Linked DNA regions of Gossypium hirsutum: all the other regions are linked to region 3. Evidence: chromatin contacts called from public Hi-C data. All regions are on one chromosome and are shown on one strand. Each heading gives the region's core, a stretch centred on a gene start, on an enhancer-like site or on the middle of the called end of the contact. The rest is flanking DNA. Distances are from core to core; before and after follow the strand shown. Region 1 holds the start of LOC107950755 (circumsporozoite protein). Region 2 has its middle 23 kb from the start of LOC121215672. Region 3 holds the start of LOC107950761 (mitochondrial inner membrane protein OXA1).

Evidence for each region. A called contact is a pair of places that touch in the nucleus more often than the background predicts.
Region 1: a contact with region 3 is called in a Hi-C map of hypocotyl, with 1.9 times the contacts expected there. The contact joins the promoter of LOC107950755 here to the promoter of LOC107950761 in region 3. A contact is called at or near these places in 5 of 34 Hi-C or Micro-C datasets (callus, hypocotyl and leaf).
Region 2: a contact with region 3 is called in a Hi-C map of leaf, with 2.2 times the contacts expected there. The contact joins the enhancer-like site here to the promoter of LOC107950761 in region 3. A contact is called at or near these places in 6 of 34 Hi-C or Micro-C datasets (anther, callus, hypocotyl and 1 more).

The regions. Positions count from the first base shown.
Region 1 is chrD03:33,643,150-33,645,926 of Gossypium_hirsutum_v2.1, forward strand. It overlaps LOC107950755 (circumsporozoite protein), which reads left to right and starts at 1,258. Exons shown (of 5, transcript XM_016885706.2): 1 at 1,258-1,581; 2 at 1,667-1,782; 3 at 1,877-2,777. The coding sequence starts at 1,696.
Region 2 is chrD03:33,993,052-33,995,751 of Gossypium_hirsutum_v2.1, forward strand. No RefSeq gene overlaps it. Among protein-coding and RNA genes, the nearest start is that of LOC121215672, 23 kb to the right of the region's middle. Within about 2 kb of position 1,395, at least 6 of the 9 cell types and tissues checked have an H3K27ac peak or open chromatin away from gene starts, as enhancers often do. A contact at or near this core is called in leaf, where this site is marked.
Region 3 is chrD03:33,799,902-33,802,869 of Gossypium_hirsutum_v2.1, forward strand. It overlaps LOC107950761 (mitochondrial inner membrane protein OXA1), which reads right to left and starts at 1,329. Exons shown (of 11, transcript XM_041089985.1): 1 at 1,124-1,329; 2 at 415-943. The coding sequence starts at 920.

The DNA.
Region 1 (2,777 bases), core at 8-2,507, 160 kb before region 3:
ATGCTTGAATGGCCTAGATCTGCCATCGGAGATACTATTATGTGTTCTTAAGATGGGAAACTAGGTGGTGACCCCAAAATCCCTTTACCTTTACTATTCACCGCACCGTCCACTGCCATTAGAGGTCCATGACCAAAATATTGCTCAAATAAAGAGTGAAGCTCAGAACGAAGTTTTGTACGTACCTCCGACTTGATTCATTTACGTACCTCCGACTTGATTCCTTCTTGTAGATCTTTCAACCGAACATCAATTCATGTATTCAACTGAGAAAACTCTGACTGCATGTGAGAAAGTTCACCTTGGATCTGTCCGAGTTCCTTCTACATTTGCATGGTTACTCCGTCACCAGTCATGAGGATCGATAGCTTTGATACCTTTGTTGAAGAATGATTTGAGATAGAGATAAAAAAGAAAGAAGAGAGGAAATCCAGAGAAAAAACAGAAAGAGAAAAAAGAAGCTGAAAACAGAATTCAATTTTTCATGTCTTTCCCTTTCGGTTACAAGCAATATAATGACAGCAATAACCGCTATACTGCAATAGACTAAACGCACCCGTTTTTTACTAGACAAAAAACTCATCGTATCACTAATCCACTCAAAAGAAATTGCAGCGTTTAACTAATTATTTTTAACAGTCTTAATAGAAATATAAACAAAGATATGACCGTTAGCTAAACCATAACATTTTTCTTTTTTCTTTTTTTCACTTTAAGGGACCATGGTTATAAGGTCCCCCAAACTCGATTTCACAAGACCCTTATGGGTCTCATCCCATCACGACGCAATAGTCGAGGGAGTTAGGGCTAACATGATGTCGCCTGTTAAGAGGGCTTCACCAGTGCCGCCTGACACTCACCCTTCACCCTATTTTTTCGATTTTCCTTTTTTTTAATTTCATTTTATATTTGTTTTGTATTTGTACTCGGGTTGCGTATTCAAAAGGTTTCACCTATTAAAAAAGTGTTTTTTTCACTGTCAGTCAGAAAAGTCTAAAAATAAAGGTGGTGCCACCTATGCGCCACCCTCCACCATCCCTGATACACCATTTTCGTAAATAGTTCAGCTGGTATACCATTTTGAAACTTTTTTTTATATTATATATGTAAAAAAACAGATATCTAAATTTATTTTAAACATAATTAATACCTAAACTTGAATATCGCACTTATATTGATACATAACTAATGTTGCAAGTGTCATAAAATGATTTAAAAAATCGTAAATTAAAAAAGTTAATAATAATAATTAACGTTGCTTCAGAAACAGGAAAAGAAGATTTGCGATGCGATCCAAAGCCAATGTCAATTATGCAACCTATATCCTTGGAACTCTGTTCCGCTTATATATAACTCCTAAACGCCACCGTTTCCTTTCTCGGTTCAAAGTCTCCTTGTTTTTTTTCTCCCCCAGTTAACCCCTGTTCCTATTCCAACACTTTTTTTTTTTAAATCTACCCTTGTATGTCTGATCTTCTTTTTTCTCTAAAATTTTGATGAGAAATGAAGTATTTCAAGTTTGGAAGTGGTGAATGTGGAAGCTGTCCAAATTAGTGTACAAAAAAAGGTCTACTTTTTAAGGTTAGAAACCTTCAACTTCTTCTTCTTCTTCATATATATTTAGACTGTTTTGAGGTTGCTTTTGATTAAATTCTGTGATGAATAGGTTCTTATTGTAGCAAAAAAATTGGGTTTATGTTAAATATGGAAAGAAATTATGTTCTTTTGATGGGATTTTTTCTACTGCTAGTTGCTGTCGATTGCTCAGGTTCTGATCCAAAGGTGAGTGTTTTTTTTTTAATGGAGAAAGTTGATTAAATTTTTTAATTTCATTCATGGGATCAAATAAAATTTCTCATTGATTTTTCCTTTTTAGGGGAACGAACAGACTGGTTTAAATCAGAAATTAGATGGCACAGTGGAACTGTTGAAGGAAAATGGTGAATCTAAATCTGTTTCAGATTCAATTGGAATTAAAAACTTGAAAGGTAATGGAGGAGATCAAACTAATGGATCAAAAGGAGATATTGGGAGTGATACAAGTAAGAGTAATTTGAAACTGCAATCAGGTTCAAATGGAGGTGAGAATTTGGTGAAGGATGGGAAAGATTCAAGTAGTGAAGCAGAAGGAAATTCAGACAATGAACAACGAGGTGATATTGAGCACAAGGGTCGGGAAGAGTCACATGTTGAAGCCGGAGGAAAGACCGATAGTGGAGAAGGTGATAATGTGCAAAAGGCTAAGCAAGAATCACATTTTGATGCCGGAGGAAAGGCAGATGGTGGAAAAGGTGATAATGAGCACAAGGGTAAGGACGAATCGCGGTTTGAAGCCGGAGGAAAAGTGGACAGTACAAAAGGTGATAACGAGCAAAAGGGTAAGGAAGAATCGCAGTTTGAAGCCAGGGGAAAGGCAGATGGTGGAAAAGGCGATAAGGAGGGTCAGGAATCCAAAGGAGTGATGGATGGTGCGAAAGAAGGTGATAATGAGCAAAAAGGTCAGAAAGAATCAAATCTTAAAACCAGAGGAGAGACGAATGGTGCGAAAGAAGTTGATAACGTGCAAAAGGGTTTGGAAGAATCAAAACATGATAACAAAGGGAATACAGATGGTGAGATAGAAGGTAACAATGTGCAAAAGGGTCAGGAAAAGTCAAATATTGAAGCCAAAGAAAAGACGGATGGTGAAGAAAAGGGAAAACCAGATGATAGTGAAAATCATAAGGAAGTTAAGTCCGAGAAAGACAAGACCCAGAACTTGGTTATGCCACCACCAC
Region 2 (2,700 bases), core at 145-2,644, 190 kb after region 3:
TAAAATCATAAAATTAATTTTCGACACCACCCACCTTCGTTATAACTCCTAATTTTTTAATATGTGACTACGCTCAAACCGAGAATTACTTTATAATGATAAAAAATTGTAATATAAATTTCACGAATATATATCTAGGTTTTCGTTTCTTTTCTTTATTTTTTTTATCTTGTTGAAGATGTGAGAAAAAGTTTATACTGTCTTAATCAATTTATTTTTTTTAGGGATAAATTTTAAAATTATATATTAATTTTAATTTAATGTGTAATTATATATATAAATTTTGATTTTATATAATTTTATATATAAAATTTTGTTTTAATTCAACTATCACAAATTATTAACACAATTATTGATATAACATCATTTTATATTTATATATTGCATACAAAAATAATTATATTTATCCAATATAAAAATAAATTAATCTATTTATTTCTTTAAATGTGTATGATTGAATCAAAATTAAAATTACATTTATACATTTGAAACACAATCAAAGTTTCATATATATAGTTGCACCAAATTAAAATTCATACATATAATTACATATTAAACTAAAATTTATGTATAATTTTAAGATTTATCTTTTTTGCTTATTAAAGTTTTCCCTTCCCGTATACATTGCTAATTTGCTAGCACATATTTCTTTATAAAGAAAAATTAAAGCTTCTTTATTCTGGACTTTTTGGTATCAACTTTAATATTCATTGCTTTTAAGAGATAATCATCATCATCATCAGCATCTAAGCCAAAGCTCCAAAAACTTCCCCTCGCATGGAATATGCAAGTCCTATTCTAGCTGGCTCGACATGCTCTTTTTTATTTGAACTCTTTTTGAATTTTAGGTTTTTTAATTGAGGTTTCATCAATTTATGTCATGACATTAGGCTTTTACTGTATCAAATAGGTCAAATAGCTTTTGGCATTGAACCAGCTCTTAGTAGCAACGACAACGATGATTATAGATGGCTGCAAGCTCTATAATCAATCCGAATAGGAATTAGATGAAAAGGTAAATTTTTAGGATAACTTATTTATTAATTAAAAATAACGTGTAAAATAATTTTATATAACATTATATGATTGGATGAGACATTAAGAAGAGCTTACCTAATAATTTCTACCATATAAAAATCTTGAGTATCAAATGTGGAATTACTATTTAATATATTATTGGTGTAGCTTTTTAAAAAAAAAACTCCACAATCTGACTTTTGTTTCGTTTCTTTATCTTTTATCTTTTAAATATGTTATGGGAGGAACAACGGTCATCTAGCTTTTTCATATTTTAGTTAAGTTTTCGTTATAATAATTAGTTATACGTTGCGTTTTTGCTTGTAAGAGTTAATGAAAACGGTGAGTTTTGTTTAACTCAAAACAGGAGCGTTTTGATTCTTGTTACAGGGTTATTATATGTCTGTAACTGCGTGAGGAAATATCATGAAATTGGATAACCGTTATCAACAGTCTCCTTCTCTCGATTTTCTCGTTTTTTTTCTTTCTGTAATTCTTCTTCTCTGTTCTTCATCTTTATCTTTCCGATTTAGAACGTTGCAAAAGGTATCAGAGCTTGTCGATCTTCATGATAGGGGACGGAATCAGTACTCGCATGCAGAAGGAAATCGGCAGATCCAAGGTGAGCTTTCTCACTTGCAACTGGAGCTAACTCAGTGGGATGTACGGATGGACACTAAGATGAAAGATCTGCAGGCAGAAATTAAGTAGGAGGTACGTTCCGAACTTCATTCTGAGCTTCACTCCTTGTTCGAACAATATTTTGGCCAAAGTAACCCATCGATTGTGGGGAATGCATCTAGCAACAAGGGAAAAGGGATCTTAGGAACACCACCGAGGTTTCCACCTCAAGAGCATTTAATAGTATCTCCAAGAGCAGATCTCGGCCATTCGAGCATGTCACAAAGGGGAGTGTTGATGGAATCCGAACATTTTTCTTTTCGAGTTGACTGTCTACATTGTGATGGTGAGCACTTCCGAGGTTGGTGGTTCAAACTAGTGCAGTATTTGAGGCCGAAGGAATTGCAGATCATGCAAAGGTCAGGATCGTCATGTTACACCTTGAAGGTAAAGCACTTGATTGGCATCATTTTTTTGTGCGTAGACATGGAGGGGTTCATCAAGTGTCTTGGGAGGTTTATTCGAGGGGCTTCGAGAGCGTTTCAGATCAGATTTTGTCTTAGATCCTATGGCAGAATTAGTGTCCCTTAAACAACTTAGCTTAGTGGACCAATTTTATGATGATTTTTTGAGTTTGTTGAATCAGCTCAACTTACCTGAATCCTATGCATTAAGTATATTCCTTAGCAACCTCAAACTGAAAATCGGGCAATATCTTCGGTTGTTCAAGCCTCAAACATTGGTAGAAGGTTACCAGTTAGCAAGGCAAGTGGAAACCATTGTGGCGGGACCGGTCAAAAGAGAAGGCAGTTTTAATAGTGGGTCTAATATAATGAGGCCATTATTTCCTGTGATTAGAAGTCAACGTGGGAGTGGTAGTGTTGGATTGGCCAGTGAAACAGTGAATGGGAAATTGGCTCCTAAACTTCCTTCCAAGTCCTTATCGCAAGCTGAATTGGAAGACAGAAGGAAAAAAAGGACTTTGTTTTTGGTGTGGTCTGAAATATTCGCCACGCCATAAATGTTCAAAGTCACAATTGTATCAGTTGATTGTCGAACCTT
Region 3 (2,968 bases), core at 79-2,578:
GGTTTGATTTTCAACATTGCACGCTATCAAAACATGGAGATTAGCATAAACCAAGAAGTCACAAGATACATATCGCATAAGACACACCACGAAGATTCTCATTAAGATTTATTTGTCATCATGTTGCATGTAATAAATTTAATTCAACCATGTGTAAGAGATAATAGCAAACTGGTTTGACTAGAATCTGATAGATTACATATAATGGAGAATGGAGATCAGTGTTTCATAGATCGAAGTCCTTATATTTATAGCACTGATAGTTTATGCTTGCCACCCTTTTGGCCATTTGAAATATTGATCAGGTAGATAGTTTAAATCATCAGATTTGAATCCAATTCATAGTGCATTCCATTCGTTCTTGGTACATTTACATAAATACAAAAAAACTAAATAATTACAAGCAGGAATTACCAGTTCAAGCCAGTAGAAGAATGAACTGCATCGATAACGTACTGTATGGCAGCAACGGGTAACGCAGAATCAGCAGCAGCAACAGCAACCTCATTCACAGCAGGAGCCTGCGAAGCCACTGCTTCGAAAGAACTATCCTTAAGAGCTTCCGAAATATCGGTCATAAGCCCAATCCTATCTGCCCCATCAGTCATAAACTCAATCTTATCTGCCCCATCATTATCTGTAGTCGACATATACCGAAAAAACGACACACCAGTGCTAGGAATGAGAGATAGTTTGGAACATCTTCTATCTTGAAACAACACACCAAAGCCTGATGATGAATTACTAAACCCAGTTCCAAAAGATCTTTGTTGAAACAAATTGCTAGGTTTTGGCTGAGAGTAGGACTCGTTTAAAGGATGATTTTTACGGTCATCTTCATGGACAATGTAGGCAAATGACGGTTGACATCGTCTAGCGATTAGGGTTGCTCTCCTGGAAAGGCTACGCCTAAACGCCATTGATACAAAGAATAGAAATTCCTCTAACAAAAGAAAGGGTACGATCAAATTAAAACCATTAGCAAAGCAAGATAAATGCAGCTAAAATAATATTAAAAACCAAAGCCTCGAGATTCATTTCTAGCAAATAGAACTAAATCACTAAGAAGAGGCCATACAGTGAGATTTTCTGAAGCTAAAATCTGGGAGTTCAAAGAGAGTACCGCAAGTAAGAAGCAAAAACTCAGGGTTTCATTCACATCACAGTGCTGAGTTCGAAAGAGAAAAAGTCTTGTTAAGTGCAGAAACCAACAAGGTGCACTTCGAAACTCGAAACAGAACAGTGATCAACTCCCCTGTATTTACTTCTCCGTACAGCTCTTTTGTTTCGCCCAGTACCTGTTTTTTCTTTTTTGTGTAAATTCCATCCATTTGTAGCGAACAGAATGGGTCACCATTGAGAATACTGGGTCTAGCTTAGCCCACTTGGAGACTGACAGTCATTCCCACTATTTTTTTCCTTGGGTTTATTCATGATTTGACCCTTGAATTATCCCCTTTTTATACATTGATACCTAAAGATTTTTTACCCAATTTTAGTGATTGTTACTCAATTGTACTTTTTACCCCTGAAGCTAATGATGTTGAAAAAGTAGTGGCCAATGAAAACACATCAAATAATCGATGCCAACTTTGATAGTATTGACTACCGTTGACCATAATATTTATTAATTCAAAAGATTGTACAAGGAGGATCCTCAGGGAAACCAAAGAGGTGACTTAGCCTCCCAAAACTTTGGGAAATTACCATTAAGCCCTTTAAATTTTAATTAAGCCTCCCAATATTCTGTAAATTCTCCTCAAGTCTCTTTAATATTTATTTTATAAATTTTAATTAATTCTCCCAAAATTTTTAAAAAATCTTATTAAGTTTTTATAATTTTTAATTGAAGTTGTCAAAATTTTTGAAAATGTTCATTAAGCCCTCTAAAATTCTAAAAGATTTAATTAGCTTCCAGAACATAATGTGTATCTTGATTCTTAATATATCATTCTATAATCATACTAATTCATAATATCTTTAATTATATTTATATGAATGCAAGAGAAAGATGTTAGTTTTAACACTTTAATTTGCATTGGTTGTCTGAAATTTAGTAATTGTGGAGAATGGAAATACAAAATCAGAGAACCAATGTAAAATCATAAAACAGTGGGGGTGTTGCGACATTTTAATTTCAGCCACTCATTGATGCAAAGGGCATGAAAACAATGCTCACAGTTTGGAATGGTCCTTAACTTTTCATTATCTTGGTATTCCCAAAGACATGTTGATCAAGTGTTATCACTAGGCCCTGGTAATTGCCGGGTTTCACTAAGCAAAATCACCGGATAGGCATCAATACTTGGTCCATCAAGTCCTTTCTAATAATTGTTAGACTTCCTTCCGAGTTGAAACACAAGCCCTATGATGCATAACAGGGGTATTTCCTCTCTGAAAACTATACCCATTTTAGCACTTGCCATACCAGAGCTCCGATGTCACTCTTGAACATGCAATTCCCACAGCTGTGTTCACAAGACGTGCAATCGGGTTCATGCCATGTCAATCTCATACCATACTTAGGATCCGAAGCAGGAACTAAAACGCTAGCTATCTTCCTACACGTCCATAATAAAGATGCGTACATATCAAGACGATTCATGGAATGGCCATCACAGAGAAAGTTTCGCCACTAAGACAAGAAATGTACCTTAATTGGGGAAGTTGTTTTGATATTGCACCATTTGAGCAATTTTGAAACACATAGTTTTCAGCATATTGAGGCTCAAAAGGAGTACAAGAGGGGTTCATACCCTTAAGGAGATGTCTTGGGCGGCAATAATTAGGGTCATTGATACAAATAATCGATATTTTCGACTATGAATTGACCAGAAAATGGAAGGGTGAGAACTGCTTTAGGTTGATTTTTGCATGAGAGATCAAAACGGGGATAAAGATCAAGTTGGTTGCTAAGACGAAAAGGGAAGCGAATCCGTTGATCACCACAAGAAACAGGGCAAATTCC